Linked DNA regions of Zea mays: regions 2 and 3 are each linked to region 1. The links are chromatin contacts, called in public Hi-C maps. All regions are on one chromosome and are shown on one strand. The core of a region is the stretch at or near the end of the contact, and the rest is flanking DNA. Distances in the headings are between cores, read along the strand shown. Region 1 holds the start of LOC103650849 (sucrose-phosphate synthase-like). Region 2 holds the start of LOC100193707. Region 3 holds the start of LOC100502508 (RING/U-box superfamily protein).

Region 1 (3,356 bases), core at 405-2,904:
GCGGAATTCTCTGTTGTCACGGACAAAACCGTGAATCCTGCTAGGTCCAGTTCAGTTCGATTAAGAAAGGCGAAATAAAAGCGAACTGAATCCGTGAGTATACGTGGACGCCTCGACGGGCGGTACATGCTTTAATGACTGAATGAGATACCTTTATATGAACAGCAATGAAACACTGCAGATCAGCAAAAAGTTTCTTTTTAGATGTGACATCACAGTTAAGTGTGGGGTTCTGAATTCTGAAAGCACCACAACCAACCATGCATGCTTGATCTATCGTCACTTCACCATCAAGCTTAAACATCAAATCAGAAAAAAAGTTTATAAAGCGAACGATTAAAATATTTATCAGATATTCTATTCGCTGTGCACTGTTCGTTTCATTAATCATGCATCTCCGTCCAGAAAACAAAAAACAGTAAAGACAAAACACTAAATATCAGGGATCGCTCAAGCGCGCCCTTCATTAATCATCCATCTCCGTCCAGCAAACAGAAAACACTGAAGACCAAAAGGATGTGCGCTTCATTGGTCATGCATCTACTTCCAGCAAACAGAAAGCACTAGAAGTCAAGGTTTAAGGATCGGCTGGATCGCTCTCGCTCATGCAGTGTGCTCTTTATATTCACGCACCTCCGTCCAGCAAACAAAAAGCACTAAAAATTAAAAATCAAGGAGCGGGCGGTTCCGTACGCATGCTAACTAACGGGAAGCACGTCACACAAAAGGGGCACGGGAAAGGAAGAAAAAAAAACAGAGATTGAACTGAAAAGGAAAAACACATTCAGAGACGAACGAGATTATTAACGAACAAAACAAGCAGCGAGAGATGATAGCCGAGAAAAGAGGCGGGCGAAACCCGGACCTGTTTCTTCTTGCGCGCGAGGTGCCAGATCCGCCAGCACATGTTCTCGAGCCTGGTGCTGCGCTCCCGGGCGTTGCGCGTGGCTACGACCTTGATCCACGTCCGGTGGAGGTCGCTCTCGTCGACGCCCTTGACCACCTCCTCGACGAAGTAGTGCGAGGGGTTGAAGTTCATGTGCGGGCCGCGGGGGCTCGCCCCCTTCGTCGGCGACGCCCCCGCCACCGGCGACCTTGGGTCCCCGCCGCCGCCGCCTCCGCCGCCGCCCGACGAGGTGCGGCTGTCGAGGATCGCCTCCAGGTACCCATTGATCCACTCGTTCCCCGCCATCGTCGGATCCCCCGGCCTCTCCTCTTCCGCGGTTCCGGCCGGCCTCTACCGCTCTCAGATCACTCGCTGCGGGAGCGTTAACCCAGGCGCCCACGCTTCTTCCACCCGCCCGCTTTTCGCCTCGCGCGTGACTCCTTCCTGGCCGTTGCTTTGTTTCCTGCTTTGGCGCGGCAGGGGAAAAGCGCGCCCGTCCCGGCGTGGCCACTGGCGACTCGAGAAGGGGAGGCTGCGAGTGTTAACTGGAACCGATCAAGAGAGAGAGAGAGAGAGAGGGAGGGAGAGGATGGGGCAGGCTCCAGGCAAGGCAGGGGGAAAGGAGCGCGCGCGCGCACGCACCACGCCCACGCGTCACCGCGGCATCGGAGGGAGGGAGGGAATTTGAGACTGAAGAAGGGACAGGTTCGTGCCTGCCGTACATGCGGTTGCAGCGGCGGCCGCAGCTGTAGCCTGTAGGGGCCTTCAGTTGCCACGGAGGCACGGAGGGAGCAGGGAGGCGGCGCGGGGATGAGAAAGCCGCGGCGCGGACGAAACGTGGCTAGGCGGAGCCGGTTCCTCTGACGTACTGCAGGGGGCAGTAGGGTCACTGCGCGCGGGCCCTGTCGCACGCGGGGGCCACGCGGCAGTGCCCACCCCCCACGTCAGAGGATCTCGTTCCGGCTAGGCCGTGGATCCCCGGTTTGGCTGGGCCCGCCTTATCAGCGAGCCGCCGGCCCCCCGCCTGGCCGCCACGACCCACGAGCGAAGCTGGGCCCCGCTCTTTTTGAGTTGCGCGTCCCGTTAGGATCCACACGCGGTTACGGATCGGGCGCGTTCGCGCGCGCGCGTACTACGTGCGGCGTACGTATGTGGACGCGCTGCGTCACCCCCACGAACCCTTTCCTTAGCCACCCATGTCTCATTGTCTCTCATCTCATGCAAGTAGAAGGCGCCCCCGGCATGCCGCCGAAGGCCGAACGCATGTCCTGGCTGGCAATGGCAGCAGCTGAGCAGCGACGCAATCCATGGCCTGTCCACACGTGCACCTTTTTTTTCAACTTATGGCCAGCAGAAACGGTTGTTGACTTCAGCTTTTAAGCTCGTTTCTATAATAATCACTTTAGTTAAAACTGTGTAACATGAACACAGAATCATCGAGTCGTTATGATTATAGGAAACCCTTTAGACTCTTTTATCTTCCTCCATACGTAATCTCTATGATACTTAGATTATCTACACAGTCAGATTCTCAGAAAAGCTCCTCAAAAAACAGCTAAAACAAACATGCCATAATATATCCAAGGACGCGCCATGGTCGTCGTTGTGGCACGTAATCAATATTCGTAGGAATAATACTACACTCTGTAAACTGATTCAAACAAATCTTAGTGTCATCTCCTCCATTGAAATAACTTTTATATTAACTAAACTAACATATAGCTCGTGCTAACGCTATGATCCCATAGAAGTGAGATAGCGATGGTAACAGTGGTGACGTGAGGAGAGAGATTAACGACATCGGTGGCATAAGTGAGGGGGAGAGAGAGGGGCAGCGGGGAGGGAAGGGATGAGTCATGTGAGATAATCTAAATAATATTGTTTATTAGATTTGAGTGAGTAAATGATAGGTAGTTCTCGTAACGTTGGTTTTCCACTCAACCTCGGCACGCAGTCACCCTTTCTCCTATGCTCGCACGCGCCTGTACGATCACCGTCATATGGGTCACCTCGACAGCAGCTATCTCTTTCGTCTATAACAAACCCATACTCAGATTCGCGCGCGTTATCGTAACCGATCGGCTGTAAATCCCGGGCCCTAGACCCTCTTCCCTAGGTATAAGTACCACCGTGACCACCCCGTTCCATCAAACCATGGCGCCATGTGCCACAACGAGGAAACTGAGCGTACCACCGTCGAGCAGAGAGTGAGTGAGATTGAGCGGCTGTGGTCATTCGTCGCGAGTGCTGGTGATAGGTCCCCAATGAATGACCGAGGAGTTTTGTGAGGGTGCGTGGAACTCGACCGAGGCATCGCCGAGTAGGAGGGGTGTGGGTGGCGAGAGGAATTGCTCGACAGATCGTTGTGCCCACCACCGAACAGCGCGTAGACGAAGACCGACTCATCTTCGCCATTCCCCATAGGAATGGATCATCCCCATGTGTTCGTGTGTGCCTATATGACGTATGG
Region 2 (3,356 bases), core at 579-3,078, 480 kb after region 1:
CTATACATATATGGACAACCTTATAAGTGGCTATGTGTGTACCTATCCTAACGCTTATCCCAGATGGTGTATCAGCGTTTTTCTGTGAGATTGTTTTCAAGCAAGGGGTTGTTCATTCATTGGGTCTTCTCGGGAAAAAGAGAATTATGCTGCAGTCAACCAGATGGCCGCTGTTGTGCCGACAATACAGGGTAAACCAAATGCAACCAGAATATAATCTGCAGCGGAAGATATTCATAGATACAATTGTTTTCAGTTCATTCAACGCTGAAAGCGGTTTCGGTCTGGAGGCTGAGCTTTGGATCATTGGATGGCACTATGCAGCTTTGGCACCTGGAGTACCGCTCATTAGTTTTTCATAAAGTCCCGTTCATTTCTTGTGCACATTGCTGGAGATTGAGAGATCGAGATCAAGACTGTACGCATCATAAACCGATCAGTCTATTCTTTGCTGTGTACACCTGGGTTGTCTTTGTGCCTGTGGTCTCTGCCAGGAGGGTGTTCTTCGAAGTTTGAAGTACATGTGGTTTGTGTCTTAATGCAGTTCGGTTTCATGGACGGGTTGTCAAGTGTTTTACCAGGAACAGTTGTCGGTGCAGCAGTATGCTTAATCATGAATAAATGATTTTTGTATTTAAATCTGGGCGCGCGGTTTGGTTTGCATTTCTTCTGGTTTTCTTGTGCGTTTCTTCTGTTCTTTTAAGTGAATGTTGTCTGAGATTTGTCGTTACAGGTTCACCACATGTTCTGACATGGATTTCTAGTTTTGATTGAATGCATGAAAGACAGGTTTATCAGTATTGAATGCTTTAATTCTTGCAAGAGTTTTCAGGTTTATGATGGACATCGTTGAGAGTTTCGGGTTCGAATGTTTCCCTTGAGCACTTCACATCCAGGTTTTGACTGTATGCTTGCAGTAATTTTTAGGTTCGAATGTTCCAAGTATCAGCCTGGAGAACAGGGCGTTTCGGAAATTTCGGAACTGCTGAGTATTGGAGACGAGCTATAGCGCTTCCTTCAAGAAATATATTGAAGAAGCGCTTTACATTTAAATAAGACCACTCCATTTTTATAAAAGGGGAGGTTTGGTTAAAAATAAAAAAGAATTCATTATATTTCTTTCTTCTACCTTCAATTTTATATCATATTTTAAATCTTAGTCCGTAAAATTGTACTTAGGTTCCAAGTGATCGTGACGGCGAAGGTTTCATAAAAAAATATTTTCAAGTTAACTAAGTTTGGATTTTCTTCTCTAAACCTTTGAAATCTAGAGCTTTAAACCTAGAGGTTTAGAGCTAAAACGAGCTTTACACTTAAAAGTTACCTTTAAGTTACTATTCATATTAGAGCTTAAAAGTAAGTTAAGGTGCCCTAAAATTTTCATAGGAGATACAAATAGGTACTAATTATACTAAAATATTTTATACAGAGCACTAAATTTTTTAGTTGAAGATATTTAAATAGCTCATAAATATGCTAAATTATTCTATGTAGTACTCGTTTATTAGTACTGGGAGAGACGGAGAGTAGTACAATAGCTTTACTTGTTGGGCTGCGCATCGTAAGCCTGTCCCGATCATCACAAACAGACGGCCCATAATTAAAACTGGGCTGGAGCCAGCAAGCCACTAACAGACAACCCACAAAGATAAAATTGGGCTGGAGCTAGTGAGCCACTAACAGACAACCCACAAAGAAAACTGTGGCGGGAAGCGCGCGAACCAACCAAACCCTATCTATTGTTCGTCTGCTCTACTCCTCCCTCCAAAACCCCGTTGAATCCGGTTGCTCATGGCAGCATCACCCACCTCCAATGGCGCCGCAGCTCGCCGCAGCTGGCCCGACCTTATACGCGCCTCGCTTTGGCACCGCCCTCCCCTGCCGCGCCCGGACAAGGAAGCCGGTCTCTCGGCGCCGGGCCGCGCTCCCCAAGGATGAGGTCTCGTGCGCCCACCAGCGGCAACGCTGATACGGGTCACCAAGTTCCATTGCGGCATTCGCGTTTGAATCTGTATTTTTTTTGTGTGTAGGATTATTACTTGATCGATGCGGATGAGTCCATTGGGGATGGCTTCTCGTTCAGTGGAGGCGAGTCAGGGACTTGGGCAAGCTCTGGGCTTTATCAGTCGGGTTCGATTCGGATTGATTGACATTGTTATATTTTCTTGTCTTTTGTGTGGACTGTTGCAGGGAAGTACGGGGATGGACCAAGTAAGTCGGATGAGTGGTTTGCTCAAGGGAAAATGGTATGGTGCTACCTTCTGTTCTTTGTTTTACATTGGCGAATGCTTCCATCTGTCATCCCACATGTAATTTTTCATGTCAGAAACTGAAAAACGCGCACATTAGCACTTTTCTTTTGTAGTTTGTCTTACCTTCCATATATGTTCTTTTTTTGTCTTTTGTGTGGGCTTCGTCGACGAACGTGGCTCCGCTGTTTTCGCTTGCGTCATGCGCGTCCCCGTCGCTTGCGTCCCACCGACACGCTTCGCTGATCCCGCCCACGTCTACCACCGTCGTGGGCGGACTGACCCACCGCCCCCTTCCCCATTGGCTCGTTCCTATGTCGAGCCCTCGGTGTACCACCCGGTCGCCATCCACCGTGACCTTGGCCATGTCCACCTAATGGTGACACGTCGCTCGGCCAACATTCTCTGCCGTGTCGATCGGTTCGTTCTGATGACTGTCTCTGCTTCGGCTGCCTCCTCGATTCCCTCCCCCCGTCCGCGCCACTCTCGTAGATCCCCACTGTCGCCGCGCTATGGAGGAGAAGTACTCGGACCTGTTGGCCAACCACACTTGGGACCTAGGGCCGGTCCTAGCATTTTAGGGGCCCTAGGCGAAAACTAATTTAGAGGCCCCTATTATCTCTCTCTATATATATTATATATCTAATATATATTTACATATAAAGTTTTTGAAAACATCTAGCACACATATATATTTACATATATATTAGATTTCCAACAAGCTTCATCTAGCGAACAGACTATTGAATAGTGTTTGATCCAAGACCAATTACTAAATATCCATAGCACACAATATATACTTATACTTAATACATATTTAGGGGCCCCATAACTTTGGGGGCCCTGGGCGGCCGCCCACTCTACCCACCCCCAGGGCCGGCCCTGCAGGTACCAACGTGGTCACCAGCAAGTGGATCTTTCGGCACAAGCTCACCTCAGATAGTTTGCTCAACCGCTACAAGGCTCGTTGGGTTATTCGGGGCTTCACACAACGCTCTGGAGTGGACTACGACAAGACCTTCAGCCCCGTCGTCAAGTTCGCCGCTGTTTGGGCTGTCCTCTCCCTTACCCTATCTCGGGACTGGGCGGTCCATCAACTGGATGTCA
Region 3 (3,356 bases), core at 335-2,834, 310 kb after region 1:
ATATCAAATAAAGCAGTCACGGACGGTCCAGCCGTACACCCCGGACGGTCCACGAGATGCTAAAATTGGATTTTACTGAACCTGGTACCATGGGGGTTTTCTGGTTTTCAACGTGCGAACGGTCCACGCCTAGAGGCCAAACGGCCCGCGCTTGGTCTCGGACTGTACTCTTTACTCCTTCAGACAATATGTAGAAGAAGATTTGATTTCAACATAGTTTCTGTCCGAGGTGCATTAGGTATCGTGGACGGTCCGCGCACAGATGAATTTTCCAAAAAAACTCGTCTGTCCAGAATAATCTACGTTATTCCGGACAATCGACTTAGAATTGAGATAGATAGACTTATGCACGTGTGAAATAATCAACTACGCAAACTAGTTAGTACATTAGTTTATAATTGTCATCAAACACCAAAATCAATTTAGAAAAAATGGTAAAGGTGGTTGAGCACATTTTCTTCGGTGTTTGTATACAGTAAGGTCGTTCTGCGTCATCTTTTTACAAATAACCCCTCACAGCTATTTCAAATTAACCCGCTGCACGCCTATAGATGGTCAAACGGCGGCCCGGCACGAGCCAGACGCCCGCGGGCCACAACTCTGGCCCAGACACGTCATACCGGCTTGTTGACTGTGTCGGGCCAGCCCGTCGTCCTATTTGATTAAATAGGCATAAAATGTTAAAAAGGTGGGGTTCGAACTCATGCCCTGATGGAAGAAGGGCTGGGTGAAGTTGTCTAACCAGTAGAACATCATGCTCAAAAGTTTTTAATATTGAATATAAATTATTTTTAATATTGAATATAAATTGTATATATGTATATATGTTTTTTGTAAAATAAAAATAATATTGGTGTAATGGACTCCATGATATTTGAGGTTGCTGAATTGGATGGAGCAATAATAATTTGTCACACTAATATAAAATGAAATGTTATTTGTTGGTTTTAAACGTTAGTAATGGCTACAAAGTAGCATAATTTATATGGAGCGCATCCAGTTTTTATTGATATCTGACTTTAGCAATCACTCCATATTTTGATCTATCTTTTTTATAAATTTGAGTTAATGTGACTTATTTTAGAAACTTGAGCTCACAAACTTTCTCTTATTTAGTCTCTGTATGGTGGAATTATGTCATTTTATAATATATGTTCGTTCAGTTAGTCGTTGTGAACTCTCTTCTAATCGCTCACTTTATTGACCGTATTGTACCAAGACATATTGGATGGAGTAAACAATAACATCAGTTAGCCAAATCAAAAAAATATTATACGGAGAGCGGAGATAATCAATAAAAATTTTTAAAAAAAATTTGGTGGATAATTTATATGGATATTGTTGTAAGCGGTTGTAACACACGGGCAAGCCCGACTAGTATGTCTTTAGTGCACAGTTTGATATGTTTATTTAATTTGTTTTTATTTTTTAATAGTAGTATGGGACGGTCATATTTTTTCTATTTATCTGTTAACAGAAACATGTGACACACTGACACGTAGGCCCATCGGTCGGCCTATACTCTTTCTATTTTCTTTCTTCCCTTCATGCTCCCGAGTCCCGATCCATCCGTAGAGGGCGGCGGCCGCATCCTCTCCCCCCGCGGCCGAGCTCCACCCCCACCCACCCACACGCACACACTTTGCCGGCGGCGAGCACCACCAGGACAGCAGGTGTTCCCTCCTCTTGGTTTTCCCTTCATGCGGTGCGACTGGGTCTAACCCTTCTGGAATCATCTCCGATTCGGGGGGTTTTAGACGATATCTGGGCGGGATACAAGGTTTTTGGATGGAATTCCGGGGATCTCTGTCGACCCATATGTTTAGTGGTTGGGGAATTGGGGAAAGCGGTAGAAAGGTGTGATGTTTTAGTCCTTTTTGGTTGAAGCGGAGCTTGAGTCTTTGAGAAGCCATTTGGGCGTAATTCTTCTTTCGTTGATTGGGGTCGGCCTTGTGTGCAGGTTACGCAGATGTTTCTTTTTAGAGTTATTGCATCTCCTCAGTTGTAGTTTATCTCGGTTGTGTATCCACGAGTGCTGTGTACACCAATTCCTGTAGAAAAGATGGGTGAACATGTTTTCATTGTTCAAGAATGTTGTTATATGTTTTTAAATCATGTAAGACATGTTTTAGTTTTACCATGGGGTCTCGAGAACAATATTGTTTATTTCCTCATTCTGTTTTGAAGCCGTCGGAATTATGCTTGTAATCATTGCTGAAGTTTTTGTGAACATATATTTTTTTTCAATCGATTTTGCTCGAGCCAGTATCTTTTATTGCAACACCATGAACTCCCATGGTGCTGGTTCGCATTCACGGCTTTTGGACCTCAACTATCCCCCTGCTGAAGGGGCTGGTGAGGGGGCTTCACGTTTCAGCAGTATCCCTGTCTCTCATAGAGAGGGTTCAAGCAGCATGCCTGTACAACACATCCAGGCTTCGAGTAGTACACCACCGGCTACTGGTGAGCCTCGCATTGGTATGCGTAGTTGCCCCATCGATGTGGAAGCCATCGATGATGATGCCGTTATCTATTCTTCAAGACCACTGCCTCGAGTACGTACTTGTGCATTGTTCTGGTGTCTATCTGTGGATATGCATATTATTTTGTTCTGCTTTTGATTCTTATATGATCATTTAATATGAAGAAAATGTTTATCTGGTTGGTTTCCTTCATGTTTCAGGCAAGACAGCAGTTGACCACGACAGAAAGTATTACTATCATAATAGATGATGATTCCGAAACAAACCTAGAAACAGCAGGTTTGATGTTATATCCAGTGTGAATTTTATAAACCATGTTCAGTTATTCATTTTAGTGCAGCAATAAAGTTGTTTTGTATGAAGATCCATAGTTCTCATTTCATTCCACACATGGTAATTTATTGTTTTGCTCTGTTGGACTGCCCCCCCCCTCTTCTGTTCATTCATTTTAGTGGATCAATCAAGTTGTTTTGTATGAAGATTCATAGTTCTCATTTCATTCCACACATAGTAATTTATTGTTTTGCTCTGTTGGACTGCTGTCCTGTTCATTCTCTATCAGTTGTGATGTTTACCCTGCACTCAATGAGGTACCATCATAATGTAGGTTCTGTTTGTTACAGTTTACCTTGCTAGCATAAAAAAGCTATACGATATGTGTGTTAGTGCTTCACAATGTACCTCTATTTTTTTTTCTGTTGCTACTTGTTAGCTGCCCATTTAACAACATGATCTCGTTGATAATCGTCTACATGGTTTGATTAGAAAGTCGGCAATATATGTCACTGCAATCATAGATGTTGTTCAATACTGTTTGTCGACTTGGCGTACTGACTTGAGAGTTGTTCCACTGGAAGGTGAATAGGGTGGGCA

The links. A called contact is a pair of places that touch in the nucleus more often than the background predicts.
Region 2: a Hi-C map of tassel shows a contact between it and region 1, with 5 times the contacts expected there. The contact joins the promoter of LOC100193707 here to the promoter of LOC103650849 in region 1. A contact is called at or near these places in 7 of 25 Hi-C or Micro-C datasets (bundle sheath, ear, endosperm and 2 more).
Region 3: a Hi-C map of ear shows a contact between it and region 1, with 2.6 times the contacts expected there. The contact joins the promoter of LOC100502508 here to the promoter of LOC103650849 in region 1. A contact is called at or near these places in 8 of 25 Hi-C or Micro-C datasets (ear, endosperm, leaf and 2 more) and 1 of 3 datasets of contacts at active chromatin or transcription factors (leaf).

What each region holds. Positions count from the first base shown.
Region 1 is chr3:163,417,943-163,421,298 of Zm-B73-REFERENCE-NAM-5.0, reverse strand. It overlaps LOC103650849 (sucrose-phosphate synthase-like), which reads right to left and starts at 1,654. Exons shown (of 12, transcript XM_008676442.4): 1 at 866-1,654. The coding sequence starts at 1,192.
Region 2 is chr3:162,938,822-162,942,177 of Zm-B73-REFERENCE-NAM-5.0, reverse strand. It overlaps LOC100193707, which reads left to right and starts at 1,828. Exons shown (of 13, transcript NM_001138799.2): 1 at 1,828-1,939; 2 at 2,031-2,088; 3 at 2,191-2,246. The coding sequence starts at 2,244.
Region 3 is chr3:163,104,395-163,107,750 of Zm-B73-REFERENCE-NAM-5.0, reverse strand. LOC100502508 (RING/U-box superfamily protein) reads left to right here and starts at 1,584. Exons shown (of 4, transcript NM_001196986.1): 1 at 1,584-2,555; 2 at 2,684-2,762. The coding sequence starts at 2,199.